Regions from separate parts of the Mus musculus genome. Here regions 2 and 3 are each linked to region 1. A link is a contact called in public HiChIP or PLAC-seq data. All regions are on one chromosome and are shown on one strand. Each heading gives the region's core, a stretch centred on a gene start, on an enhancer-like site or on the middle of the called end of the contact. The rest is flanking DNA. Distances are from core to core; before and after follow the strand shown.

Region 1 (2,976 bases), core at 150-2,649:
GGATGCCACAGGAGGGACTACTACTGGCATCTCGGATGATGGATGCTAAGTGTCTTAAGCACAGGTTAGGCCCAGTACAAGGGATGATCAACTCCAATGTCCCCAGGGCTGCAGATGGGAAACTCACAGGCTCTCAGAAGCAACCATCCCAGCAACGTACTGGGTTTCCAATGTCACGTCTTGTTTCAAATCTTTACAGACTACACTGTGGGGAGACTGGTCTTCACCATGAGGGCATTCTTGCTCAAGATCAGTTTTCAGGAGACTCAACAACCAAACCCAGCCTCTCTCTGAAAAGCCTTCCTTCCAGCTAGGCTTTCAGTCCTCCTCGCCCTGGAGATGGCCCCTCACAGTGCTGATCCCTGGTGAGTTTAACGTGCCTGCTCCTGCTTCCTCCCCACTTTGCTCTCAGTCCCCCATCTGTCTCTCCACTGAGATAATGAACATTCATGTCTGCTGAAAGATAGACTCCTTAACAGGAGGGTCCTTCTCTCTGCCACAGAGAGAGCAGAGCCTCTGTGACCTGTGATGGACATGTGCCAGGACTCAGGCCTGAAAGATCTCAGTATTTTTCCATTCTCCTCTCTGTGCTTGGCCTTGTGGATACTGAGGTAGCGGTTATTACTTAAGCCCTGTACCTGCCCGACATCACTTTTATCTATTCTATCCTTCTTTGAGGTCCTATTTACTGATTTTTTTTTTTTTTTTAATAAAGACAGGGTCTCATCTAAGCCCGGGGTTAGCCTCTTAAATGCTGAGATTACAAACATGTGCCAACACACTCGACCTAATGTTCGTTCGTTCATTCATTCATTCATTCACTGATTCATTCATTCACTCATACAGGGTCTCATCCTGTAGTCCAGGCTGGCTTTTAACTTGTAGCCATCCTCCTGCTTCTGCCCCTCAAGTTCCGGGGGAACAAGCCTGTGCCGCCAAGCTTATTTTAATGCCCCCTTCGGTTCCCTGTCTACCGCAGATCAGACTAAACCTCCATTTCCATCACTGTTTTTCCGCTATTTGATTTTTAAAACCTCCCTCTCGCTCAAGCTCCGCCTTCTACGCCCTCCCCCCAACCAATTAGAATACTGCCCACTAGCCGCTGCCATTCACCCTCAAGTCCCGCCCCTTCCACTTCCTGATCTGCCCGCCGCTTCCTCACCGGGATCCGGAGCAGCGCCGGCTCCGGATGCGCACAGCCTCTGGTTGGGGCATCCCTGGCACGAGGCTCCTCGGCCGGCCTGGGCGCTGTCGGCCCCGGGGCAGCCTGCGGGAAGACGAAGGCACAGTCAGAGTGGTTCGGTCCCAGCGGGACCACCCACACGTCCTGCGATAGCTCACCGTGGGGCGCCTCCTCCATGCTGCCGCTCTTGCCCGGGCTGCGCTCGCCGGAACCTCAGGGGCGTGTTTCCGCCTCGCAGGTCCAATCTGACCCCCCGGCCGCGGGAACTGTCTCGCCAGACCAGGACTGCGCACGCGCAAAACCGTGTGTGCAGTGGGTGGGATTCCTATGCCTCTTCCCGCTAAAACAGGGCGAGACTCAGAAATATATGATACCTGAGCAAATGAAGTGGCTCTAACGATTAAAGATTCTGTTGAGCCAGCCTGTATCCAAATCCCAGAACTCATAGGGAAAGCGAGGATGGACTCTTACACATAATGCAGGTTTTTGATTCTGTTTTTGTTTTTGTTGTTGTTTTGTTTTTTTAAGTATGGTTTTTGTCGCCAACGAACGTTATTCTCCGTGGCCTCAGTGTTGATGCAGTACTACTAATAAAAGTACAATCAATGTCAATATTTACTCAGTTTCAAATAATCTGCCCTACCCTAGATTCTGTTACAGGCTGGGATTGTGGCTCAATTGGTAGAGTGCTTGATCTATCATGCATGAGGTCCTATATTTAGTCCCCAGCACTGAAACAATACAGATCCAACAAAACACTTTGTCCGTCCCTCTCTATTTCTTCTCTGTTCTCCTCTCCTCTCTTCTGCTCAAGCTGATCTTGAATTAATGATTTTCTTGCCATGTTTGGCTAAGAGGGGAGACTTTATAAAGGGGTGTAGCTCAGTGGTAGAGTACCTGTCCAGCAAGTGAAAAGCCATAAATTCAATCGCCAGCAGTGTAAGTTCTCATTTGATCCTCCTGCCTCCGTCTTTCAGTTGCTGGGATTACAATGTGCACCACCAGCATTCCTGGGCTGACACCCCCGCCCTCTTAAAATTGCTGTGCTATTTAGAAAAATACTTTGTTTTGTGTTTTGTTGCTTCCCCTCAGATCTGTTCAGTGAAACCTCTTCAAACCCACTCCTGTGCCCCCACTGGGAGCTTTCCCTAGCTTTCTCTCACTTCTGCAGGTCCCCACTGTCCTTGCTGCTACCATTTCTCCTGTATGTGTCTGTGAGTGTTTAGACAAATGGCCTGTCTGTGTCTGTGGAGCAGTGTTTAGACTCCATGAAGACATCCTGTCCATGGTCACAGCCATGGGAGCTTGGCTGCATGCAACTTTGGCACAAGATGGTGGTGGTTGTTACTGTTTTCATTGAACGATTCTAAATATTTTTCATTTATTTTTGAGATTATAATTACATCATTTCTCCCTTCATTTTCCTTCCCCCAAACCTTACCACCTCTCCTTGCTGTTTATCAAATTCATGGACTTTTTTTTTTTCATTGTTATTGTGACAGGGCCCCAGACCTTAGCACAACTGACTCCATGATGGAAGTGCCATTCAGGCTGTAACACTCAGCACATAGACAGCAGCACCTGCCAAAATGAAAACAAAGACCTAATCCACCAAAGTCCATGACTCTGGGAAAGTCTCTAACTGTACTAACCTCTCTTTTTTGCTTCTGTAGAGCTGATTCTGGCTATCTGTTCTTGTTACTGAAGTAGGTTAACCCAGAACATGGTTTTTGTGCCTAAAAGTTTATTCCAAGAAAGGCTCAGTGCTCCACTGGGATACTGAATAGCAAAAT
Region 2 (2,976 bases), core at 169-2,668, 650 kb before region 1:
ATCCAAGAGCTTAGATGGAGGACCAACAGCAACAGGAAAGAAAAGGGAACATCTATCATGGCTGTGCCCATTGTCCTCTCCCCTCCCCTTCCTCCTCCAGAAGAGAAATCTGCTCCAGATGCCACCCTACTCCCAGTTCTTATGCCAGGAAAGGAAACTAAGACTAAGAAGTTTGGGAACTGCCCGAGGTGAGCTGCAATCTCATAGTCCAAGCCTGAATTCTGCCCCCACTCGTCAGGGTCCCATCTGGCCATACAACTCTGGCGGTGATATAATAGTCGATGCTGAAAAGTTCCTTGATGCCACACTTTTGAGCTCCAACATCTCATGTGGATCTCTCCAAAACTTCTGCATCAAAACAATCCTAGAACCGAATGACTGCTCTTCCTACTTGACAAATAATCTGTAGCTTAGAGAAGTTAACTCGGTCCCCAAGGTCACACAGTTTAAAAAGTGGAGGTGCAGATACCCAGGAAGCCCCGATCCTAAATAACCGATTTCAAACCTGATTCTAAAACGTCATATGTCTGACCTGTCTTCTTTCTCCTGAAAGCTGAGCACAATGAGTCTGTGTTTGACCCCTCCTTAGGAGATAGTCTAGGTGACCTGGGTCGAGAGGACTGGACACTAATGACAAGCGTCCCAGCAGCTCCCGCGTGCTGAGCGCGGGCGGTGTGCAGGCGCGGTGCCAGGCGACGCCGCGTCTCTCCCACTCTATCGAAGGAGCAAGGCGAGGCGCTAGGGAAGTAGGGGCCTGTTCAGGGGGCGACAGCTGAGGAGGAAACGACAGCTGAAGACAAATCAAGTCCGCCTGACCCCAGTTTTTTTCCCTGGGGGGGGGGTCCCAGAGACCCATTCAAGCCCACGCCGCGCAATCACTGCCGACCCGACCTGGGACCAAACGCTGCGGCTCAGCCTCAGTCTCCCCACCAATGAAACGAGCGCCAGATTTTCCCTGGGCCCCCGTTCCCCTCGATCCCATCTTGACCACGCTGGGGCGCTGCCAGGAACCCCGTCAATGCGGAGTGAGTGTTCCGGGCAGCCCGGAGGATCCGCGCAGGACATAGAACCGTGGGTCACGGAGAGGGGCAGATGCCCAGCCAAGCAGCCTCCGCCCCCCGCTACCTCCTTTGTCCCAATCCCGCGGCGGAGGACAAAGAGCCCCCGCCCGCGCGCGGCATCTGCCGCGCCGACCCGCCAGCGCCGCACCCCGATCCATCCGGCGCGTCCCTTCCCCCTACCCGCCTGCTCTGCCCATCCCTGCTGACCATGTCGCGGCCCGCAGTCCTGTGCAATTAGCCAGCAGCAGCCCCGCCGCCCCGGCTCCGCCTGCGCGCCAGCCGGGTCGGCCGCGGAGCCCTCGCCAGACGCCAGAGCCCGATCAGCAGGGGGCGAGGTGCTTGGGCTCCGCCCTGATTGGGGGCGGGGCGCTCTGGTGCGACCAACTGGAGATCGCGCTGGGACGGCGGGGCGGAGCGGAGCGGGCTGGGTGGAGTCACGTGCGCTCTGGGCCCGGAGGCGCACAATGGGCAGAGGGAGTGTAAGCAAGGGGGTGGGTAGTGTTTCTCAGCTGGCGGCTCCCGGAGCTGGGGCAGAGAAGGCGGGAGGCCAGGCTTCCTTGAGCGCTTATTGGGTGCCGGCAGTACTGGGCCTGCGCCTGGCGTCCTCTTTCTTCGAGGGTCAACCCAACGACAGAGGGGAAACTGAGGCGCACAGCGGTAAGAGTGTGATACACCGCCCGGAGATTACAGGCAGAGACGAATGATTTTCTTTCCTTTTCTCATCTTTTCTTTTCTCTTCTTTTCTTCCTTCCTTTTTTCCCCTTCAATTCCATCATTATCCTTTCATCTATCCACCCTTCTGCACTGATCATGTATCTTGCTGCGCCCTTGAGCCACTAGCCAGACAAACCAGGTCCTGTCCTCAGGGATGCGGACTCAATAACCTCTTAGTTAAGCCTTCACCAAGTGCCGTACTCTGTTCAGTCCACTCAACAACATCAAAAGAACGCCAAATAAAAACATACCGACCCATTTGACATGAGGAACTCAACACTCCAGAAGACTTAAAATACTCTGATGTGCTGTCCTGGAGGCAGGATTTGAAGCTAGACACAACTGGCTAGGAACACAAAGGTGCTAATTGGTGTACTGACTGCCCCCCAAAAAGAGTCTGAGAGAGGATGGGACACTCCGTGATGGCCACCAGGAACTCCACAAAGAGTTTGAAGACCTCTGAGGCCCAAGGTACTTGGGAAGCCAGGAAGAAATAACTTGGTTGGGGCAGATAAGACTGGGATATCCCCCTGGGAGCTGGGAAGCTAGGGACTGCTAACTTTCTTAAGGTCCTGCACACAAGCTGAAGTGTGGGAACTCCCTCACTTCACCTCAGCAGAGTGATTCCCCTCCATACCTCTCATCCTTTGGCCCATGTCATTTCTTTTATCTTAAACGTTCTTCCACACCATCTTTCAGATCTCAGCTTCACACCCTTGCTCTCTTTCCCAGTCAATGGACTTTCATGTCCATTGGGAAATCGTGTTTTCTAAGGGCATCTCATTAGCTTTCAGTCTCCGTTTCAGGACTAAGACTGAATCGTTCACTGGTGAGCCTACAGAACAGTCAGTACACAGTAGGCTCTTTATAAGATATAATGAATGAATAGTAAGATGGCAAGGCTGTCTCTGCTGCTGAAGGACTGGGCTGAGGAAGTAAGCTGGCTTTGGTGTAGAGAGGCAGAAGGAAGCAGGGCTCTGGGCCAGCTGCCGTAGAGCCTAGAGCCTGATGGCTCTGAACAGCTCCTGTTCACAGACCTGCCCATCGCTGTGCGTCCTCAGAGCTCCTGCCTCTCATTAGTGGTCTAGGCCTGGAATAGGTAGGTCCAGAACTCCAGAGCTGGGGCTGGCAGGGAGATAAACACGAGCAGGTATATATATGACTGAGGGGAGGACGTGGGGAGAGGTGAGCAGCATACCAC
Region 3 (2,976 bases), core at 315-2,814, 570 kb before region 1:
TGGTGCTGCTGATGGCTGCATACTGTATCCTGTGTGGCAGGATGGCTGGGTGGGCAGTCCACTGCCCTCCCCAGCAGCTTTGCAGAGAGAGCCCAGTATTCTGGTGGGTGGAGTTGCACACTGACTTTCAGCTGGTTCCTCCATGACACGAGCCTCAGTTTACCCTCCAGGGAGGTCTATACTCCAGCCAGTTCCCCTGTGATTTAACAGTGGGTGGGTAAGAAGCAGTACTAGGACATTAGGTGTGGGGTTTTCTCTTTCACATAGACTTTTGATTTTATTTTCTGTGTGTATTCATGTTGTGTGTTTTTAAGTGTCCATGCAGAGGTCAGAGTGTTATTCTTCAGGTGCTGTACACATCTTAGTAAGGCTGCCTTGCCAGTGAGCTCAGGGCTGGATTTTCTCATTGAAGCTGGTTAACTAAACTGTCCAGTGAACTCCAGGAATCCGCCTATCTCTGTCCCCCATCCCACCCCACCCCCACCTCTAGCTCTGTAATTACAAATGAATAATGCCACACTATGCTTGCTCCCCCCACCCCAAGATTAAAACTTAAGTTCTCGTAGTTATAAGGTGACCACTTTACCTATGGATCTCTCTCTCCAACCCTAAGTAAGCATTCACCATAGCTTCAGATTCACAGAAAAGATGCAAAATTAGCCTAGAAAGTTCCTCTGTACCCTTAGTGCACCTCACTATGGTAATAGAATCCCTTCTTCTTTTCTTTGAGACAGGGTTTCTCTGTAGCCCTGGCTGTCCTGGAACTCACTCTGTAGACCAGGCTGGCCTCGAACTCAGAAATCCGCCTGCCTCTGCCTCCCAAGTGCTGGGATTAAAGGCGTGTGCCACCACTGCCCAGCCCTTTCTCTTTTTTTAGACAGGGTCTTGTGAAGTCCAGAAAGGCCTTGAACTCCTGGCCCTCCTGCCTGCTTCTTAAATGCTAAGATTACAGGCAAGCACTATTCTCTCCTTCCATGTACCACCGCCTGAGGTCTGGGCAGCCATGCCTCCACTCCCCCAGCCGAGTTCTCTTATATATATATCTCAGGGTCACTGTTTGGTGACTTCACCCTATGGTTCCTTCACCAGCTATCACCCTGGTGGGGACTTAAGCAGTGTCCCCTCTGCCATGTCTCTGCTGGGTAGTACCATGGTTCCCTAGATACAGGTCCCTCTGAGGCACAGGTGGAAAGGCTGTGTGCTATCCTACCCCTCCCTGTATCTGCTCCAGCACCTGCTACATTGGAGAGGTTCCTCATTAGAGGCTGGGGGTAGTCTTGAGGCTTTTAGGCTCCTCTGTAAGCCAGGCTTTGAGGTCTCAGCTTTCCCGGGAGATCTCCAACACGCTTGCCATTGTCCACAGACCCCTTCCAAGCCAGTGTGTCCAGCAGGCAGTCACCTGGCCACACCCATGCTTTCCTCTAGGGATGCCCTACATTTCCTTATGTGGCCAGGCTGAGTGGTTGCCAGCTGTCTTTCTGCTTCCGTTTTACTTATGAATTCCATTAAGTCATTTCTCTCTTTGTTTTGCTAGCTGTGGTTAGAAGCAACCACATAGGACTTTACCATCTTTAAGAATTTCTTCTGCCAACTGTGGATCTTACACTGGCCTCCCGCACAGAGCCTTGGGGCATGCCTGTGCTTTTACTACTTCAGTTTTTTCCTGAGCTCTCAGCCAGAAAGAAGGCCCTAGCCTGACACTCTGGTGCGACTATGGTGAGCTCAGGGTCCCTTCTCACTTTTGGAGGTGCCCCTAAAGTCCTTTTCCTCTCCTGTCTTGGCTGCTGCTGGCCTCTCCCCCTCCAGCTGTTACTCAGTTCCAAAGACGTGTACATTCCAGCTGTCCATCAGGGCAGCACCTGCCTCCCGGGTCCCATCCTGTGTTTACTACAGTAAGAGGATACATGACGTTTCTGTAATTGAAACAGTCCAGCTCGGGGCTGTGCATTGCCGGCCAAGCATTCCGCCAGCTGAGTCCAGCTCTCGCCTTCTTTGTTTATTGTTATCGAGACAGGGTCTCTCTGTTATGCAGCTATGGCTGTCCTGGAACACACTATGTAGACTGGGCTGGCCTCAAATGTAGAGATCCACCAGCCTCTGTCTCTGAGTACTGGTGTTAAAGATGTACCACCATGCTTGACTTATAGAAGTGGGCAGTGGTGGCACACCTTTAATCCCAGCACTCGAGGCAGAGGCAGGCAGAACTCTGAGTTTGAGGCCAACTTGGTCTACAGAGCAAGTTCTAGGACAGCCAGGGCATCACAGAAGAAACCCTGTCTCAAAATAAATAAATACATACATACATACATACATACATACATACATAAATTCATAAAAACAATCTCATTGTGAATCTCTGGCTGACCTTGACCTCCCTATATAGCTAAGAACAATGACCTTGAACATGCCATCCCCCTACCTCCCTCCCTCCTTACTTAGGTGCTGACAGTCAGACCTATGGCTTCATGTGTGTTAAGCAAGGACTCCACCCGTTGACCCCCATCTTCCTCCTAGAACTGGGTAAACTTATGATAATCAACAGAAACTAATTAGTTTTCAGTTATAAAAGCTGGAAGTCCATTAGCAAACGGTATGAGGGAGAACCAAGTCACGTGGCAGAGGACTGAGGCGGAGGAGGAAGGCCACTAAACCTGCCTTTTATATCAACACTTGTCACTAGATACATTGATGATCTGTTTTTTTGGGTTTTTTGTTTGTTTGTTTGTTTGTTTGTTTGTTTTGGTTTTTCAATCTGTTCTTTAGTCCCCACTTCCCAGAACCACACTGTTGGGGGTCAGGTTTTCAACATGCTCTGCTTGAGGACAAGTCGGACTGACGGCACTCAGTGCAGCCTGCTGTGACTCCTCATGAGGGACATCACACTACTGAGGGCTAGGCATGGGCATGCCACCCCTCAGCCAAACTGCACATCTCGTTTGGATGCCACCAGTTCTTCTGTCCTATCTAGGGTCCCAC

What was found. HiChIP or PLAC-seq counts read pairs in DNA pulled down with a chosen protein or histone mark.
Region 2: a contact with region 1 is called in an RNA polymerase II HiChIP or PLAC-seq map of embryonic stem cells, with 7 read pairs. The contact joins the promoter of Snn here to the promoter of Nubp1 in region 1. A contact is called at or near these places in 2 of 39 promoter capture datasets (liver and pre-B cells) and 1 of 115 datasets of contacts at active chromatin or transcription factors (embryonic stem cells).
Region 3: a contact with region 1 is called in a FOXA1 HiChIP or PLAC-seq map of pancreatic cancer cells. The contact joins the enhancer-like site here to the promoter of Nubp1 in region 1. A contact is called at or near these places in 3 of 39 promoter capture datasets (the SN4741 cell line, liver and pre-B cells) and 2 of 115 datasets of contacts at active chromatin or transcription factors (microglia and pancreatic cancer cells).

The regions. Positions count from the first base shown.
Region 1 is chr16:10,410,361-10,413,336 of GRCm38.p6, reverse strand. Nubp1 (nucleotide binding protein 1) reads right to left here and starts at 1,399. Exons shown (of 11, transcript NM_011955.2): 1 at 1,342-1,399; 2 at 1,163-1,267. The coding sequence starts at 1,360.
Region 2 is chr16:11,064,740-11,067,715 of GRCm38.p6, reverse strand. Snn (stannin) reads right to left here and starts at 1,418. Exons shown (of 2, transcript NM_009223.3): 1 at 1,269-1,418. Gm9861 (a long non-coding RNA gene) reads left to right here and starts at 1,448. Exons shown (of 2, transcript XR_003951968.1): 1 at 1,448-1,718.
Region 3 is chr16:10,978,174-10,981,149 of GRCm38.p6, reverse strand. All of the region lies in intron 1 of Litaf (LPS-induced TN factor), which reads left to right. Among named protein-coding and RNA genes, the nearest start is that of Litaf, 13 kb to the left of the region's middle. Within about 2 kb of position 1,564, at least 149 of the 459 cell types and tissues checked have an H3K27ac peak or open chromatin away from gene starts, as enhancers often do. A contact at or near this core is called in the SN4741 cell line, pancreatic cancer cells and pre-B cells, where this site is marked.